Linked DNA regions of Zea mays: region 2 is linked to region 1. A link is a contact called in public Hi-C data. All regions are on one chromosome and are shown on one strand. The core of a region is the stretch at or near the end of the contact, and the rest is flanking DNA. Distances in the headings are between cores, read along the strand shown.

Region 1 (3,813 bases), core at 1,166-3,665:
TGTTGGAAATGGTTGATTTCATTTTCATGTAAAGAGCAGGCTGCAGGCCTGAAATTTCGCCAAGAGTCTGAAAGAGACGATCTATAGATCTTGTATGGGATGGCTCAACAAAACCTTTTCGCGTTGTGTTTTTTTTTTAGTTTAAACTTTTTTGTAGTGTTGAAGATACTTTTTTGCCAGATATCTTCTTTAACTGCACGCAACAAAAAGGAAATGACGCTCTAAAAAATGCAAGCGATACGATAGTATGTATGGTACGCGGTAGCTCTGCACCTTTACTCTCTCCGTTTATACCGTAAACACTGGAAACAGACGAAATCTGGCATCTGTCGGAGAAACCGCGAGAACCGGCTGAAGTCGACGTCGCTCTCCATCAGGCAGCCGGTAACGCAGAGACCCCACTTCTCCCTCCTCGGCTCCTCGCTCGCTGCTCCGATCCGTGCTCGCCGTCGTTTCCCTCGTGCGCCCCTGCCTGTAGCGGTAGGTGGTTGCCATGCCATGGCCTGATTGCGTTTCCTGGTCTCGCGTGATAACCACTCAAAGTCGAATCGCCGGCTTTCCTTGGGTTGGTTGCCTCCGCGGCGGTTGCAACCGATTTCGGGTGGAGGGCCATGCCGCGTGATGGTACTGGCCATGGCCAGCCGGATCTGCGTGCCTTTTCCTCCGCTTCACTGCATTGTCGGCGGATTTCTGCGTTAAACTATCGCTGGCGAGGAACGCGCAGCTGCGGTGCAGATCTCTGGTGTTCCTTGAAATGTCTCTCTGGGAGTGGGAGGCTCTCCGTGTTTCCTTTTGTCGGTGTCATCGCTCCTGGAGTGATGTGTACAGTGCAAATTGTTTTATAAAATAGAGAATGTTTTCAAATTTATTTAGCTAATATTTTGCTTGTGAGACGTGTTTCAGTACTTCACTAGCATAGCATATATATATGTGCCGACTTGTACTAGGTACAATGCATAGAATCTATGTATCAGCTAAGCGAGAAACAGGGGCGTTTGTTGACTTGGTAGCTAGCTTCAGCATGCGCCGCTCCATGACTTTTAGAACTGTAGAAATTGCCGAACTTTCTCACTAGGATCTTTTCGTAAATGGGCTTAGTGAGAAAAGAAAGATGGAGTCTCTGTCAGTCTACTTCTAGCATCAATCAAATGACAGCGACTACAGGCTAGAGAAGGCTCCCTTGTGTCTGCTCACACTCCGTCTGTGCATAGACAAGTCCTGCCCAGTATTTTCCTCCTCTTTTTGTTTTGTATTTAGGAGTAACTTTTGTGGCACCAAGTCATCAGCGCTGGAGTATTCCCCGCACTAGATCTAGCTTCCGTTTCTTAATCAGCAAACAGAAGTTCAGAACACACGTTTTGTCTGGTGGAGGTAATCACTGGCAGAAGCGTCAGCATCAGTTTCATGGATTTGACTCTGTCCAGGGCTCCAGGCTACGAAAATTTCTACTGCCTCGGTTCCGTTGATCCGGCCTGCATTTCTCGCGTCTCGGCCACTTAACGCTGTAAATTTTTGCGTCCTCGGCTGGAAGGGTGTGTTTGGTTAGTATAGACTGTGAGATATGAAAAAAAGCTAATGTCAGTTGTGAACCGCTAAACCCGTTTGGTGAAAACTATATATTTACAATTTCATTTGAAAGACGTTAAAAGCAAGTACAGAGATGTTTTCGGTTTTACACCGTGAGAAAACCGATTTTTTAAAAAAAACTACTTTCTGGATGCAACCTTTTTATTTGGCTTTGATGGGACAAAAGCTAAATCCAAAAGCCAATCAAAACACACTCATATTATCATATTTTATGGTTCAGAGCGCAATTATTTGTTTGCTGCCAGTTAGTTGACCGTGGATTAAATTACATCAGCTCTTAGGTTATTCTTCAGACCATGTTGCTTGGCTTGCGTCCGGTTCATGGGCTACATGCACGCAACCATCTCATCTCGCCTGTGCACTGAACGAGAGAAGGTAGAAGGGGCAGATCTGATCAGAGAGAGTAATCAGACTGCTCAGTTACACCAAAACTGCTCAATCAGCAACGGAAAAAAGGAAAAAGGGAGAAGCTTCGTTTATGCGCTTGATGGTGCTTGAGATTTTTTTTTTCTGTGAGGAGGTTGATTGCATAGAAGGCAACGGTTGGGTGGAGTGCCATGGACTCATGTCAAAGCCCTTTGATTAATGCAGGTTTGGTGGCAGTGGCATGCATGAGCACTCGTCTTCGTCGTCCACCGCTACCTCACCACTCTCTCTGCCTCTCTGGTTTCTGACCATTCTTGACGCGGTTACTACTCTCTCTCCGTCTCTACGGGACAGACTGGACACGGCACGTTTTTTTGTTTTTGAAGGGGAAGGGTAGATCTGGTTCGGTGGGTTTGCGGGGCGGCGTATTTAAGCACTCGTGGCCTCGCCTCTCCTCTGCACACACACACACAAGACACAACACAACTCGTAGGCAGCGAGCGTCTCTCCTCTTCCTCTCCCACGCACCGCGCCAAGGAAGGCAGAGAGAGATCGCCGCTCCTCTTCTCTCCGTCGGTGGTGCGGTTGACCGCCCTCCTCGAGCGAGATCTCGCTGCAGTCCCTCGAGATCTGGTGAGGCTCGCTCCCTGATCCCACGCGGTTACTTCGACTTTTCCTTTCCTGATTCCGCGCCTGATCATGCTAGTTACTTGAGGATCGTGATTTCATTCCGTGGCTAGTTTTTTTTACCCCCGCGACTAAGTTCTGCAAGCAGTCGTCTCCTCGAGTTCGTTCTTTGAGGGAGACGGTGCCTCCAGATCTGGCAGTTTTGTAGTGTGGATCTGATAGGAGTTACGGTTATGCGTTGTATTGGATGAGCAGGATTTGCGCCCCTAGATTTTGCTTCCTTTGCCCCCCTGCTGGACCTGGGTTTCAGGTCTTTCTTGCTGATCACTGTTAAACGCCTGCTCATATACGACTAGTTTCATTTTAAAAATTTGGCGGTTGTGCGTCTGTATCCGGCCCTTTCATTCATTCTGTTTAGGTGGTCTTTGTGTTAAGAAACTGAACTGTACGTAACGGGGAATGGATCACTGGTGCCCGGTAGTGTAATATATTAATAGGTGGTTACTTAAGTTGTCTGGTTCGTCTAAGGAAATGTTTTAGAAAACATCTATTTCAGATGTATTCGGTGGAGAAAAGTGATATGGGGCCAACCCAATCTTGATCAGCAGAAAGCCTAAGATGTGCTGTGCCTGCTTTGACAAATATAAGATCTGAATGTGTCCTGAAACTTCCACCCAAAACAGACCTTATATTAGATGTGGTTTGACCTGGTGTACAGTTGCTTTGGAAGAGCATGTTTGGCTATGCTCTGTTATTTCAGTCGTGCATTAGTAGTGTTCAGGATCTGGTGCCTTTGCTTCTGAATCCTGATTGCTTCTGTTAACTTGGGAAACTTGGTTGACATGTCCCATCTGTCAGATGCTCATCAGGGTATGTGTTATACTTTACGATCCACTAAGGTAGCAACTCTTTCGATTACAGGTCACAGATCTATCCGACAAGATGGTGAAGATCTGCTGCATCGGTGCTGGCTATGTCGGTGGCCCAACCATGGCTGTCATTGCCCTAAAGTGCCCAGACATTGAGGTTGTCGTTGTTGACATCTCCAAGCCCCGCATTGAGGCATGGAACAGCGACACCCTCCCGATCTACGAGCCCGGCCTCGATGATGTTGTGAAGCAGTGCAGGGGCAGGAACCTCTTCTTCAGCACTGATGTTGAGAAGCACGTCGCTGAGGCTGACATCATCTTCGTCTCGGTGAACACCCCCACCAAGACCCGTGGGCTTGGAGCT
Region 2 (4,164 bases), core at 190-2,689, 140 kb after region 1:
TGGCGTGATGTCGTGGCTGTCGGAGGAGCGACGGAGCCTGGTGGAGGGACAGCTGTTGGAGCGGTCGAGTCCTTGCTGACGTCGCCCTGCTTCCGTAAGAGAGCTGAGAGCCGCCGTCGTCACAGAGCTCGTGGAGCGCCATCATTGCCCATCCGGCGGAGCTGGCCGGATGGGACGCCGGTCTTGTTCTCCGTGACCCGAGTCGGCTCGGGGTAGGATGATGATGGCGCTTCCTGTTGACGTGGCGGGCCTGTGCCCTAGGCAGGGCGACGTGGGGGCTCCTCCGAAGCCGAGGTCGAGTCTGTCTTCCGTTGCCGTGGCCGAGCCCGAGCCCCCGGGTCGGGCGAGGCGGAGATCGTCTGGCCGAGGCCAGGGCGGAGTCCGAGCCCTGGGGTCGGGCGAGGCGGAGTTTCGTCGTCTTCCGGGTCTTAGCCCGAGTCCGAGCCCTGGGGTCGGGCGGAGCGGAGTTCGCCGTCTTTCGGGTCTTAGCCCGAGTCCGAGCCCTGGGGTCGGGCGGAGCGGAGTTCGCCGTCTTCCGGGTCTTAGCCCGAGTCCGAGCCCTGGGGTCGGGCGGAGCGGAGTTCGCCGTCTTCCGGGTCTTAGCCCGAGTCCGAGCCCTGGGGTCGGGCGGAGCGGAGTTCGCCGTCTTCCGGGTCTTAGCCCGAGTCCGAGCCCTGGGGTCGGGCGGAGCGGAGTTTCCCATGGCGCCTTTGGCAAGGCCTGACTGCCTGTCAGACTCACTCTGTCGAGTGGCACTGCAGTCGGAGTGGCGCAGGCGGCGCTGTCCTTCTGTCAGACTGGTCAGTAGAGCGGTGGAGTGACGGCGGTCACTTCGGCTCTGCCGGGGGGCGCGTGTCAGGATAAAGGTGTCAGGCCACCTTTGCGTTAAATGCTCCTGCAACCTGGTCAGTCGGCGCGGCGATTTAGTCAGGGTTGCTTCTAAGCGAAGCCAAGGCCTCGGGCGAGCCGGAGGTGTGTCCGTCGTAAAATGGGGGGCCTCGGGCGAGACGGAAGTCTCTCGAGGTCGGCTGCCCTTGGCCGAGGCTAGGCTCGGGCGAAACGTGATCGAGTCACTCGTATGGACTGATCCCTGACTTAATCATACCCATCAGGCCTTTGCAGCTTTATGCTGATGGGGGTTACCAGCTGAAAATTAGGCGTCTTGAGGGTACCCCTAATTATGGTCCCCGACAATGTTAGAACTAATCTTTTTATTTGGTTATTTATAAATTAAATACGACTAAATTGTTGTCACTAATCTTTAGTTACCGACGGCCTAAATTTATACTTGGACAGTTGGGCTCACACGGGCCAAACCGGTACGGCCCAGTTGGCGGCCCCCGCTGCCCCCGGCTCCACGACCGCTGAAAGAGAAGTCAAAGCGCACGGGTCGGCAGGCAGCTTCCGCGTTCCCACTGCGCAGTCCGCGCTCCTCTTCCCTCACTGGTGCTCGCCTTGGCTGCTCCACTCCCAGCTCCAAAACCCTAACCCCGCGAGACATCCAGCAGCTAGGAGCGGGTCCAGGAGCTCACCGTCGAGCGACCGCTACACTCGACCTCACCGGTTTCTAGTAAGGCATCCCTTCAGCTCGCCGCGCACGCTTCTTACTTCCTTCGGTGGTTTCTTTAGCTATTGTCGTAGTTGATTGGTTGCTTAGGTAGCCGTTCTAGTTGTTAATTAGCTTGAGCTTTGAGGTGGCTCGTTAATTCTTCAGTGAGAATATCGACGCCCTTTGACGTTTTAGAGGTCAAGGGTTTTGTTCGGTGAGTTTTAAGCTTGGGTTGGGGGATAGCGCGTGCGGCATGCCTTTCTTTAATCTCTAGCTCACTGCTTGCGTTCTAGTTTTATACTGTGCAGTATTCTTCTATTTAGTTTTCTTAGCACATGGGCAATAGGTCATAAGAGGTCATGGTTAATTAGGGTCTTACAGTTGTTGCAGGTTTTGTTGCTCTGATTAATTCTAACTAGTATGTGTAAATATTTGGATCCAATCACCTGCAGATGCTGATCAAAGCATGAGCTTCACTCCTGTTCCAAGGTTCAGGGGGGCAGCCTATTCGCAGTTGTGTCCTCAGTCTAGCAGTTGTGCTGAACATTTGGTAAATGTGGATGGGGCGAGTGCAAAAGACTTGTCAGTTGACCCAAGCACATTTTGTATTCCGCAAGATGCTAATCAGGGATTTTGTAGCCGAGCTTTACAGTACACTAGTTCTGTTTCAAAGCAGGGATTTGCAGCTCAAGGTCTTCCTGTAAATGCTGCAGAGTTTGGTCTGAATAATGATTCTTCTTTGGTGGGAGGATATCAACAATTTGACTACCTTCTGGGGCCTCCTCAAACTGAAGTGTGTGAAGGAATGTGGATGAAAAATATCAACACAAGTATCATCCACCGGCGTAGACCTTCTAATGCATCCTGCCTTGATCATACAGAAGAACTAACTTCCTATGAAAATGATGAGGGAGCTATCTCATTTGGAAGTAGTTGTAGCACAGGAATTGCGAGTTATCCATATAGTACTCCTTTGCAAAGAAATAGCCACATTTCGGATACGCGGGATGGAACTTGGGATGCTCTCGTGCAAATGCAAGAGGCTTTGGAAGCATCCAACAGTGACAATGGACTCAATGAAGAGTGCAGTGATTTGACTTTCAATCATGCAGAACTTTCAGGTGGGAATGCCGTAAAGCATAAAGTTGTTTGGGACAATGGCTCTTTAAACAGTCCATCTTTCACCTCAAATTTATTGTCTTTCCCTGGTGATACTGAGACCACCCTCACAAGTGCCTCCACTGTTTATTGTACCTTTCAGAACTTTGCTGATCTCCAACATAAGATGAACAACAATGAGCAAAACAAATTATCTAGTGAGGTTGAACTGCCTCGTCAGAAAGTGCCCATGACAAACCATGTTAATGGAAGTGGAGGTGAAATGCATTCTGCTGAATGGGGAACGAACCCTGGTCTCATAGAATCTTCTGGCTTTATGCCAAGCAATGAAGACAGACAAAACGATATATCACATCAACCGTCAAGTTCATTTGTATACAGTGCAGATGGAACTGTGGATCATTGCTCAAAAAAGTCACCCCTCATGTATGAATGTGAAGAGCAGATGGAAATTGATTCACTTTTAAATTCATTCGGTGTATCAACTGATTCATTTTCACAAACATATGGAATGTTTGAGCGAAGGTAAATTTTGAGGTGCTGCAGTTTCACCATATGTCCATATCATTGATGATTAATTTCATATTCATGTTAAAATTAGTAATCTGCAACTTTACTAATACTGGTTCTTCACAGTAACAGTGTGATGGTGTCTGCAACACCTATAGCTGTGGGCTTAACTATTTCTATAGATAGATTTTGGCTTGCAACCGAAATGTAACTGCCAAACACTTCTTTGGTAACGACATTCACTATTTCCAGTCAGATGGGTTTTGGTATCTTACTCTGCTAGGAACGCTAAAACTAGCCAATTGTCTACAGTTTCTGTATCAAATTAAATATTTATTTGTTTTTTAAGTATCACTGCCCAATTTGGTATTTCTGTGTTGCGACCTAATCAAATGTCCTAAACTGCAGCAACAATTTGGTTGAGTTTGATATGAAGACCGAATTAGATGAAAGTGGTTCTGCTGCATGCTTTAATAATAATGCCCCATATATGCAAACTGGACCACCTGAGTCAGCTATATCTGATGGATCTTCTTATCCTGAACAGTATCAGTCTACTTCTCAAACATGTGGCTTAGTTTATGCTTCAGCATCTCAGTGGCAAAATATGTCAAGTTCTGGATTGCCTTTACTGGATTGTCGCAAAAGTATTGGTGAGCCCACTTCAATAATTAGCCTGGGGGGAAATGGTAAAGGACACTTGCTGCCCACAAGTGAAGATACTTTATTACAGAAACCACAGAGTGTTGCTCCTGATGCTAGATTGGAAATGACCGACAATGTTGCTGATTGCTATCTGGAGTCTGCTGCTAGCTTGGATGGCCATTCTTGTCCACTAGGAGCTTCCGCATGTCATGATGAAGCAATGGCAGCCAAAGATTTGCAGACAGCACAACATGGCGTAGTCACAGATTGCACCTTTGGAATACATACTTCAAACCACGCTGGACATTCAGACATGCTGCTACCCATTACACAGACTACTT

The links. A called contact is a pair of places that touch in the nucleus more often than the background predicts.
Region 2: a contact with region 1 is called in a Hi-C map of leaf, with 3 times the contacts expected there. The contact joins the promoter of LOC100383349 here to the promoter of LOC100282847 in region 1. A contact is called at or near these places in 9 of 25 Hi-C or Micro-C datasets (bundle sheath, ear, endosperm and 3 more).

Annotation. Positions count from the first base shown.
Region 1 is chr5:7,130,316-7,134,128 of Zm-B73-REFERENCE-NAM-5.0, forward strand. It overlaps LOC100282847 (UDP-glucose 6-dehydrogenase), which reads left to right and starts at 2,416. Exons shown (of 2, transcript NM_001155753.3): 1 at 2,416-2,586; 2 at 3,502-3,813. The coding sequence starts at 3,523.
Region 2 is chr5:7,268,950-7,273,113 of Zm-B73-REFERENCE-NAM-5.0, forward strand. It overlaps LOC100383349, which reads left to right and starts at 1,440. Exons shown (of 7, transcript NM_001366815.1): 1 at 1,440-1,570; 2 at 2,002-3,193; 3 at 3,587-4,164. The coding sequence starts at 2,016.